Linked DNA regions of Oryctolagus cuniculus: region 1 is linked to region 2. The links are chromatin contacts, called in public Micro-C maps. All regions are on one chromosome and are shown on one strand. Each heading gives the region's core, a stretch centred on a gene start, on an enhancer-like site or on the middle of the called end of the contact. The rest is flanking DNA. Distances are from core to core; before and after follow the strand shown. Region 1 holds the start of EPB41 (erythrocyte membrane protein band 4.1). Region 2 holds the start of TMEM200B (transmembrane protein 200B).

Region 1 (3,946 bases), core at 1,339-3,838, 240 kb before region 2:
AAGGGCGGGGCGGGGGGGGGGGGAAGTCCAGGCCGTGACAGCCCCTGCAACTCTTGCAGTGGCTGACAAGGCACAGTCACCCACACACGTGCACAAGTCACCTCCCCGAGAAGCACACACAGGTGCCTCAGTGACGAGGAGCTTTCTAGGTCCCCAAGGCTTGGGGCCTGGGGGTAACCTGTGCACAGGACACAGAGAGACACGGGGAGAATCACATCCCGAGCACACCCCCATCAGCTCACACAAACACACGGAGAGAAACACGCAAGATCAGACATTTCCACGCGCACAAACTCAGCAAGGCTGAGCCCTGTCTGGCCTCCCCATCATACACACAGGCTTATCAGGCTGGGGCAGCCTCCGGCCCTGCTGAGTCACCCGCAGGCAGCTCAGCCCAGCGGAGCCTGCCCAACAGGGGCGGGGCCTGCGCAGCTCTTCAGAAGAGTTCGGCCCACCCACGGCTGGGGTTTCCTTTCTCCAGCCCTTTGATTGAGTCACTGCGCGGAGGGCGGGGGGGGGGGGGGGGGGGCAGCAGAGTTCTTGTTTGCAGAGGCCAAATGCAGGGGTTTCCAGCCTGCTCTCTCTTGGGTACATGAATACACAGGGAGCAATTAAAAAAATAGTACTAGACCCATTATAGAGTATTTGCATAAATATTTTCACAAACTCGCATCGAATCATCACACTATGTCTATATAAAGTTAGTCCTATTATTAATCCCATTTTACCCCAGAGGGGAAGTGGTTTGCCTTGCTTTTAACCTCTGGGCGATACCGCCTGGTGAGCAGGTGAGTATGTAGTTAAATGAAAGGTGTGTGAATCTGCTTGGGAGCCCGTGTGTGTGTGTGTGTGTGGGTGTGGGTGTGCGTGTGTGCACGCCCGTGCCAGGTTTCCCTATGAGGTCACATGCCCAGAGACTGACAGGTTCTCAAGTATCCAGATTTCTAGTCAAGGAAGCCAGAGCTGCTGTGGCCCCCTGAAGTGTGTCCCTTCTGTTAGAAGACATGTCCCAGATCTGGGGGCTCAGTCTGATCCTCTTCTCCTGGACGACGCATTCCTCTTTGAAAGCGGGGACCCGGGCTCCGAAGCCTAAAACAACAGCTGACTCAGAAAAGCCTACAGGGAATTAAGAGTGACTTTTCACTCCTATAACATCTATGATCATAGTAACTGCTAACACCTACTGGGTGCTCGCCTGGGATTGGCTCTGGTCTTAGTGCTTAACATGGATTATTTCATTTACTGCTGTACGACTCTTAAAAAAATATTTATGTGAAAGAGTTGCACAGAGAGAGGGAGAGACAGAGAGAGAGAGAGAGAGAGAGATCTTCCACGTGCTGGTTGGCTCCCAAGGCTGGGCCAGGCTGAAGCCAGGAGCCAGCTTCTTCTGCGTTTCCCATATGGATGGCAGGGACCCAAACACTTGGGCAATCCTCTACTGCTTTTCCCAGGCCATCAGTAGGCAGTTGGATCATAAGTGGAGCAGCCAGGACCCGAACCTGTGCCCATAGGGGATGCCGGCATTGCAGGCACAGTGGTGTAACCCGCTACACCATGATGCCGGCCCCGCTGTACACGCTTGGATGAGGCCTCTGCAGAGGTAGGAACCAGACCAGAGTGGGTCAGTGGCTTGCATCCTGTGAGTGACAGCAGTCTGATTAGCACATCTGATAGGAAGGTCACTAAACTCAAAGGAAATCACTCACCCTCTGGGGCCTGGCCCCCTCCCTCCCCAGGTCATCTCATCGGAAGAAGGGATGACTCTGTGGCTCCCCAGCATGGACTATTCTATAAAGACCCCAACATTCTGCGGTTCTCTACACGGAAGAGGGAGCATTAAGTTTTCTCCCTTAGGAGCAGATTTGGCCTTCCTGAGAGAGACTTCTGGCTTCTCAGGATGGTTTGGAATGAGAGAGGTCACCCTAGGAGATGACTGGTGGCTTCCTGACATGGGCCTCACAGGAGCCAGCACAGGTCCGAAAGGAGATGGAAGGGAGGGTCTTGGGCCACCGGCCATGCAAGCCCCTTACAGCCTTGATCAGACGGACCGTCACGAGGGGAAATCGCGGGGACGGGCGGCGAGACAAGCACAGGAGAACCGGAACCTGCATTTTACCGAACAGGAACCTGTATTTACCGAACACCTAACTGTGTGGCTAACTGGTGCTGCATTTTACACACATCGTTGGTTCTCAGGAAAACACTGAGTTACCGTGGAGCAAACACATTCAGAGAACTGACCTGCTCAAGGTCACCCAGGCCGGGAGTGGTGGTCTCGCCAGGGTCCCTTCCCTAGATCCCCGACGACTAACCCTTGTTTCTACCTAGCACCCTTGGGGCAGCACCACGTGGCAAATTGCATCATACTTTCGCCATATGACGTCAGACTGGCCACTCCAGACAATCCAGGAACTCCCTTCCCTTTCCTGCTCAGACCCCTTCGGTCTACCGGGGGCTGCCCGGGGCTAGGCGTCCCGGCCGGCCCACACCTGCAGCCCCCGCCCCTTCCCGGTTGCGACACTCCCACTCCCTTGCCCGGGCCTGCCCGCCGCCGTGCCGATTGGCAGCTGCCGACGCCAATCAGAGGGCCTCCCGGCCCGGGGGCGGGGCGTCGCGGCAGAGTTGCCCTGTCAGTGCAGGTGGAGGCCCCCGGCGGGGCAAAGTGGCAGCAAGCTCTTAAAGGGCGAGAGCGGCGCGGAGCGAGCGCGCGGCCCGGCCCGGCCTGGCCAGGTCCCCTCCCCGTCCAGCCCAGGTGAGCCTGGACCACCTTTGGGGGGCGACCCCCGGCCCCTGGGAATGAGAGGGGGAGGGACAGAGGAGCCCACCCCCGAGGGCCTGAGCCGTCTTGGGAGGAGCGAGACAGGGTCAAAGGGCCCCTGGGTTCCAGGGTGCAAACTTGGGGTCCCAAGGGACACGGGCGTCTCGAAGTTGAGGGTGCGGGGCGGGGGTCTCGGCGTCAGGAGAGGAGGTCCGGGAGTTCGGGTGCGGAGATAGGCTGCGGCCGGTCCCGGTCCGGTCCGGGTCCTAGCGTGAGGGTCCCCGCGGGGCGGCGCAGCTCGAGGACGCCCCCCAACCCCGCCCTGCCCAGCTCCGCAGCGCTGGCCCGAGAGGGCAGAGGGCGCCCCGGGCCTGGAGCCCCGCGTCCCGCTCCGCCCTTACGTAATTGACTTTGAGTTTCCGGAGCCCGGGACCCGCGGCGGGGGCGCCGGGCTGCCCGCCAGGCTGGCCCTCGGGTGCCTGCCCGGCCCCGCACGCTCGCGCCCAGGCCTGGCCTCCCGGGAAGGCTCAGGTTCCTGCTCGCCGCCCTCGCTCGGTTCCCCTCGTCTCTCACCTCTCCCGTCTCTGCGGGTCTCTGTCCTCTGCCCTTCCGCACGAGTTGTGTCGCTCTCGCCTACGCTTCCCGGCGGGCTCCGCCTCTTTGGTCGGACCTGACCCCCTTCCCTCTGGCGAGTTGGAGGGGGCGACTCCCCCGGACAGACCCCAGCCCGAGCTGGCCCAGAAGAGGTGCGGGGAGGACTGTCCTGGGAGGGTTGGGCAAGGTTATTCCAGCGCCCACGGTTTCCCCGGGAGGGAGCGGCTGAATGCGACCCCTCCAGTTCCTGAAGCCTCCGGAGTAGAGACTGGGAGAAAGCCTGGCCGGGGAGCCCCCGTGGGAGCTGCCCTGTGTCATGGCAGGGTCAGGCTTCTAGCTCCTGGAGGGGGTAGGGAGGGCGCGGTGGGGGGAGAGCTGTGGCCCAGAGCTGGATCCCCAGCCCAGGCTCCAGCGGGCTCCACACCTGCACACCCCCCCCCGGGGGGGGGGAGCCCTGGAGGATGCACTTGGCAGGGGGCTGGGAGAGGCCAGAGTGGGGGCAGCAGAGAAGTGACAGACACTGGAGTCACAACCTGCCACCAAGGCTGACACTTCGGAAATAACTCCTGTGCCCTGGGGTGGTAGTGCCTGCTG
Region 2 (3,960 bases), core at 8-2,507:
TCATCCCGCCGCCCGGCCTCCTCCGCCGGAGGCCTCAGTGGCCCGCGTCCCGGCGACAGCAGCGCCGCCCCTGCGCCTCGGGCCGCCCGGGGTCGGGGCCGCACAGCCCTGGCCCCTCCTGGCTGCCGATCGCGCCCGGCCTGCGGGGTGAGCTATGGATCCGGGCCGAGACCAAGAAGCCGGGCAGCGCGTGGTGTGGCCCCCACGAAAGAAGGGCGTGGGAAGACACGCGGCCCCCGCCCGGGCGCCGGGGCCACGGGCGAGAGGAGGGTCGGGACCTGGCTGTCGGGCGGCGCAGCTCAGGAGCTGGGGAGGAGGCCCTGCCACCCTCCCGGCCCCATCCGCACCCGCGAAGATCCAGGCAGGGCTTCCACCCCTGCTGCCTCCCAGGGGCGCGCCGCAGGCCCAGAGCCTGGACGGAGCCGCGGCGCCGACCGCGTCCGAGCCTGGTTCTCACGGATGGAAAGTCGCCCTCGAGGCCGAGCTGCCCGTTGGGGTCACAGCGCCGCGGACCCCCGGGTTCCGGCCCTGGGCACCGGCACCTCTCGGCGCAGCCACCGGGCCGTCCTGGGAAGAGTGAGGCCCGTTACCCGCCGTGCCTGAGTAGGGGGTTCCTCTTCCCAGCCCGGAACCCGGGAAATGGCCACCGCGCCTCCACCCTGAACTGCGGCCCCAGTTCCAGACAGGTCACCCCGAGCCGCGGCGTCCCCGCCAGGAGGGGGGCGCAAACGTGCAGAACAGAACGAGGGGGCCAAGCCCAGAGAGCCCGAGCCTCGGCAGGGCGTGCGCCGACGCGGGGAGCCCAGGGAGGCGGGCGCTTGGAGCCGTGGCCCCTCCCCGCGGGATTCTGCACGGGGCCGACTTCCCGGTTCCCCCGGGGCCGGCCACTGTCCGCGACCCCACTCTAAGATGGGGCAAAGGGAGGACCAGGCTCCCGCCCCCAGGGTCCCTTCCCGTTGGAGGGGCCGAGCAAAAAGTTAAAGAAAGTTGGGGGGGCAGTCCATGCACCCTGATTTGCTCACCTGGCGCCGCCGCGCCCAGGCGGGTCCGGGTCCGAGTCCGCGCGCCGCCGTCCTGCGCGCCGCCTCTATCTCCACGGGACCCGCCCCCGGCCCCGCCCCACTCAGCCAGGCCCCGCCCCTGGGAGTCCCGGGGACCCTGCGACCCCGGTGGGCCCCGACCTAAAGGCGGCAGCTCAGAGCTGAGGGTCGCAGGTGAGCGCGGGTCGTGCGCCTGGAGATTCTGGGGACGGGGCCCGAGTCCCGCCACCCCCACGACCCTTCACCCTCATCTCTCGCCGTTCTCAAAGCCCTGGGAAGGCGCCCCCTCCCCAAACCGGGACTCTGAGGCCTGAGCCCAGGGCCCCTACACCGCTTGCCGCCCCGCCTGCGGAGCCTCCGTCCAGGCACCCGGGGGGGGGGGGGCGGCCCGAGCCTGGCCCTGCCGGCCCCACAGCCTCCCCGCTGCGAGCCTCACTGCCTTCATCTGCAAGACGGGCACAGCGCGGCTTGCCCCGCACAGGGGGCGCCAAGGGCTGAGCCCAAAGCCGGGCGCAGCCCGCGAGTCCTCGGCGATTTGGAATCCCGGGGAGGGGGCGCCCGGCCCCGGCCTGAATCTGCAGGGAGCAGGGTGGGTGCGTCTCCCCTAGGAAGACGCGCTCGCCACGGACGAGGGGAGGAGGAGGAGGGCGCTGGGGGGCCTGCAGGGGGCGCGTGGCTCCCCGCGCGCGCCCCCGGAGGCAGGAATGTGGCGGGAGCCGGCTGGGGTCGGGCCGGCTGCCCAGTTTCCATGATGCGGGGGGCGGGCCCGGGGGGCGGGGGCGGCACGGGCCCCCTCCCACCCGCAGCCCGGCCGGGCCCCTCGGGGAGAATTTCCGGCCTGGGATTGATTACAGCCCGCCCCTCCCCCGACACTGGGACCCCCGGCTCGCGCGGCGGGCGGGGGAGGGGCGGTAATGAGACACGGCTGTGCTGGGGCGGGAGGCGCGAGGACATCGAGGGCCTGGGCGGGGCCGGGGCCGGGGCCGCGCGGTTCAGGCCTCGACTGCGCGGACACTGGGTGCGTCAGGGAGTCCGGGAGCCCTCTCCCCGCCCCCGGGATCCGGGAACCCTCGGGAGGAGCCAGGCCACCTCCGGGCCTCGGCTTCCCGGGCTTCATCCCTATGGGTCCCAGAGCGAGGCCAGGGTCCCCTTCGCGTCTCCGCGTGTCGAACTGGAAGCTCCTGAGGCCTGCGTCGCGGAGAGACCCCGCGCCCCTGCGCGGGGGAAGCCCCTGGGCTGCTGTCTCCTGCCACCCGCCCCTGTCTCCCGGGATCCGGGCGGCCTCCATCCGCTGCCCACCCCCTCCCTCACGACTTGCCCCTTCACCTCTGGGTTCGCTCAGCGCCCGCACCCAACCTCTGAGCCCTTCCCGGCTCCTCCCCGGGGATACCCGCCTTGGGGCCAGCGCCAGAACAGGCCCCCGGTCCTTAGGGCTCCATCTGCCCCCTGCTCCTGCCTGCTCTTAGGCTCCCTGGTCCTCCTGGCCCCTCGGATTGGGCCAGCATCCCAGCTTCAGTGCCAGCGACCCCACGCCTTGGTGGGACCCTGGTCAGTCCCTGTCCCTGCTCCTCCCCACTGCGGGGCCCCACCGTCCATTTTCGGGGACACCTGCAGCTTCTTCCTCTCCCCCTTCCGTCCAATCCACATCTTGGGGACCCTGCCCCTTGCATCTGGCATCAGCCGGTCCCCCCGTGGCCACTCTCTTGCCCCAGCTGTCATCTCTTCCTGTCCCGCAGAGAGCCACCGAGCGTTTCTTCCCTGAATCTGACCCGCTACTCCCTGCCTAAAACTCTCAGTAGCTCCCCAGGGTGGTCCAAGTACAGTGACAATCCCTTCTGGCCTCTACAAACCACCCTCGTGGGCTGCTGAACTTGTTTCTGTCCCCAGACGCGCTGTGCTGTGGCCCCCGGGGGTTGGCACCGTCCTGGGACAGAAACCCATTCACTGGTGCTCCCCTTGCCCGCTCCGACTCTCTTCAGATCTGAGCCTGCTCCCAGCTCCCAGACCCAGCCACCCCTCCTCGCCCTGGCCATTCTACACCCTGGAAGATGCCTGCAGATGCCTGGAAGGGACCTGAGGTGCCCGCGGCCCCTGGGAAGGGAGCAGCTGCCACCTGCTGCATGCACAGCCCTGCCCCAGGCCACAGAATTCACCTTCTCTCTTCCCCACGATAGGAACCCCGGGCTGGATTTCCTGCTCAAGCCCCGCTTCTCGTCTCGGGGTGTCCTAGGAGACACCCAGAAGGCACAGTGGATGCCAGTGTGGCCTCTGCACGCCCTGCCTTCAACTCCTGCCCAGAGAGGCCTCAACCTCAGCTGAGCCTTCAGAGCTGGGTTGGGGGGGGGGGTGAGGAGGGGGTGGCTGCTGGGCGGGGCTGGATTTGAGACCTCAGGGGAGTCACAGCGTTTCCCACAGGCCCCGCCTCTGTCCTGAGTCCTTCACCGGCAGGACTGGGTTGGATTCGCTGAGAAGCGGATCCGGAATCCCAGCCCCAGTGTCCCAGAAGTGAAGGCCCAGAGAGGGGCAGCAACTTGCTCAGGGTGACCCAGCCACAGGTCCCATCTGGGGCTCCTGTCCTCAGTGGTCCTGGACATGAGCCCCAAAGCCACCTCTTCCCACTGCACGGAAGCCCTGGGCAAGTGACTGTGCACTCCTTCCCCGACGTCCCGGAGCTGCTGGCACAGTCCCAGGGAGAGTGAGCTCCCCGTCACCAGTGTCTGAAGCCCAGAGGGGCGGGGAGGCAGAGCCTGGGTAACGCTGGGCAGGTCAAGGAAAGGAGACCGTCCCGGGGCGGGGCGAGGCCAGCCCCGGCCTGAGTCCCTAGGTGGAGGGATGACAGCCTCTCGTCCCGCTGCCCCTGCCTACCAGGCCCAGGGACCCAGGACTGGAGCGAGCAGGACCATCCTGGGAGGCGGGAGCA

What was found. Hi-C and Micro-C count contacts between places; a contact is called where the count stands out from the background.
Region 1: a contact with region 2 is called in a Micro-C map of ear pinna, with 2.7 times the contacts expected there. The contact joins the promoter of EPB41 here to the promoter of TMEM200B in region 2. A contact is called at or near these places in 4 of 6 Hi-C or Micro-C datasets (ear pinna, psoas muscle, skin fibroblasts and 1 more).

What each region holds. Positions count from the first base shown.
Region 1 is chr7:142,836,576-142,840,521 of mOryCun1.1, reverse strand. It overlaps EPB41 (erythrocyte membrane protein band 4.1), which reads left to right and starts at 2,588. Exons shown (of 18, transcript XM_070078950.1): 1 at 2,588-2,752. It overlaps LOC138850694 (a long non-coding RNA gene), which reads right to left and starts at 3,468. Exons shown (of 2, transcript XR_011390811.1): 1 at 3,332-3,468.
Region 2 is chr7:142,598,615-142,602,574 of mOryCun1.1, reverse strand. TMEM200B (transmembrane protein 200B) reads right to left here and starts at 1,257. Exons shown (of 2, transcript XM_008265855.4): 1 at 1,023-1,257.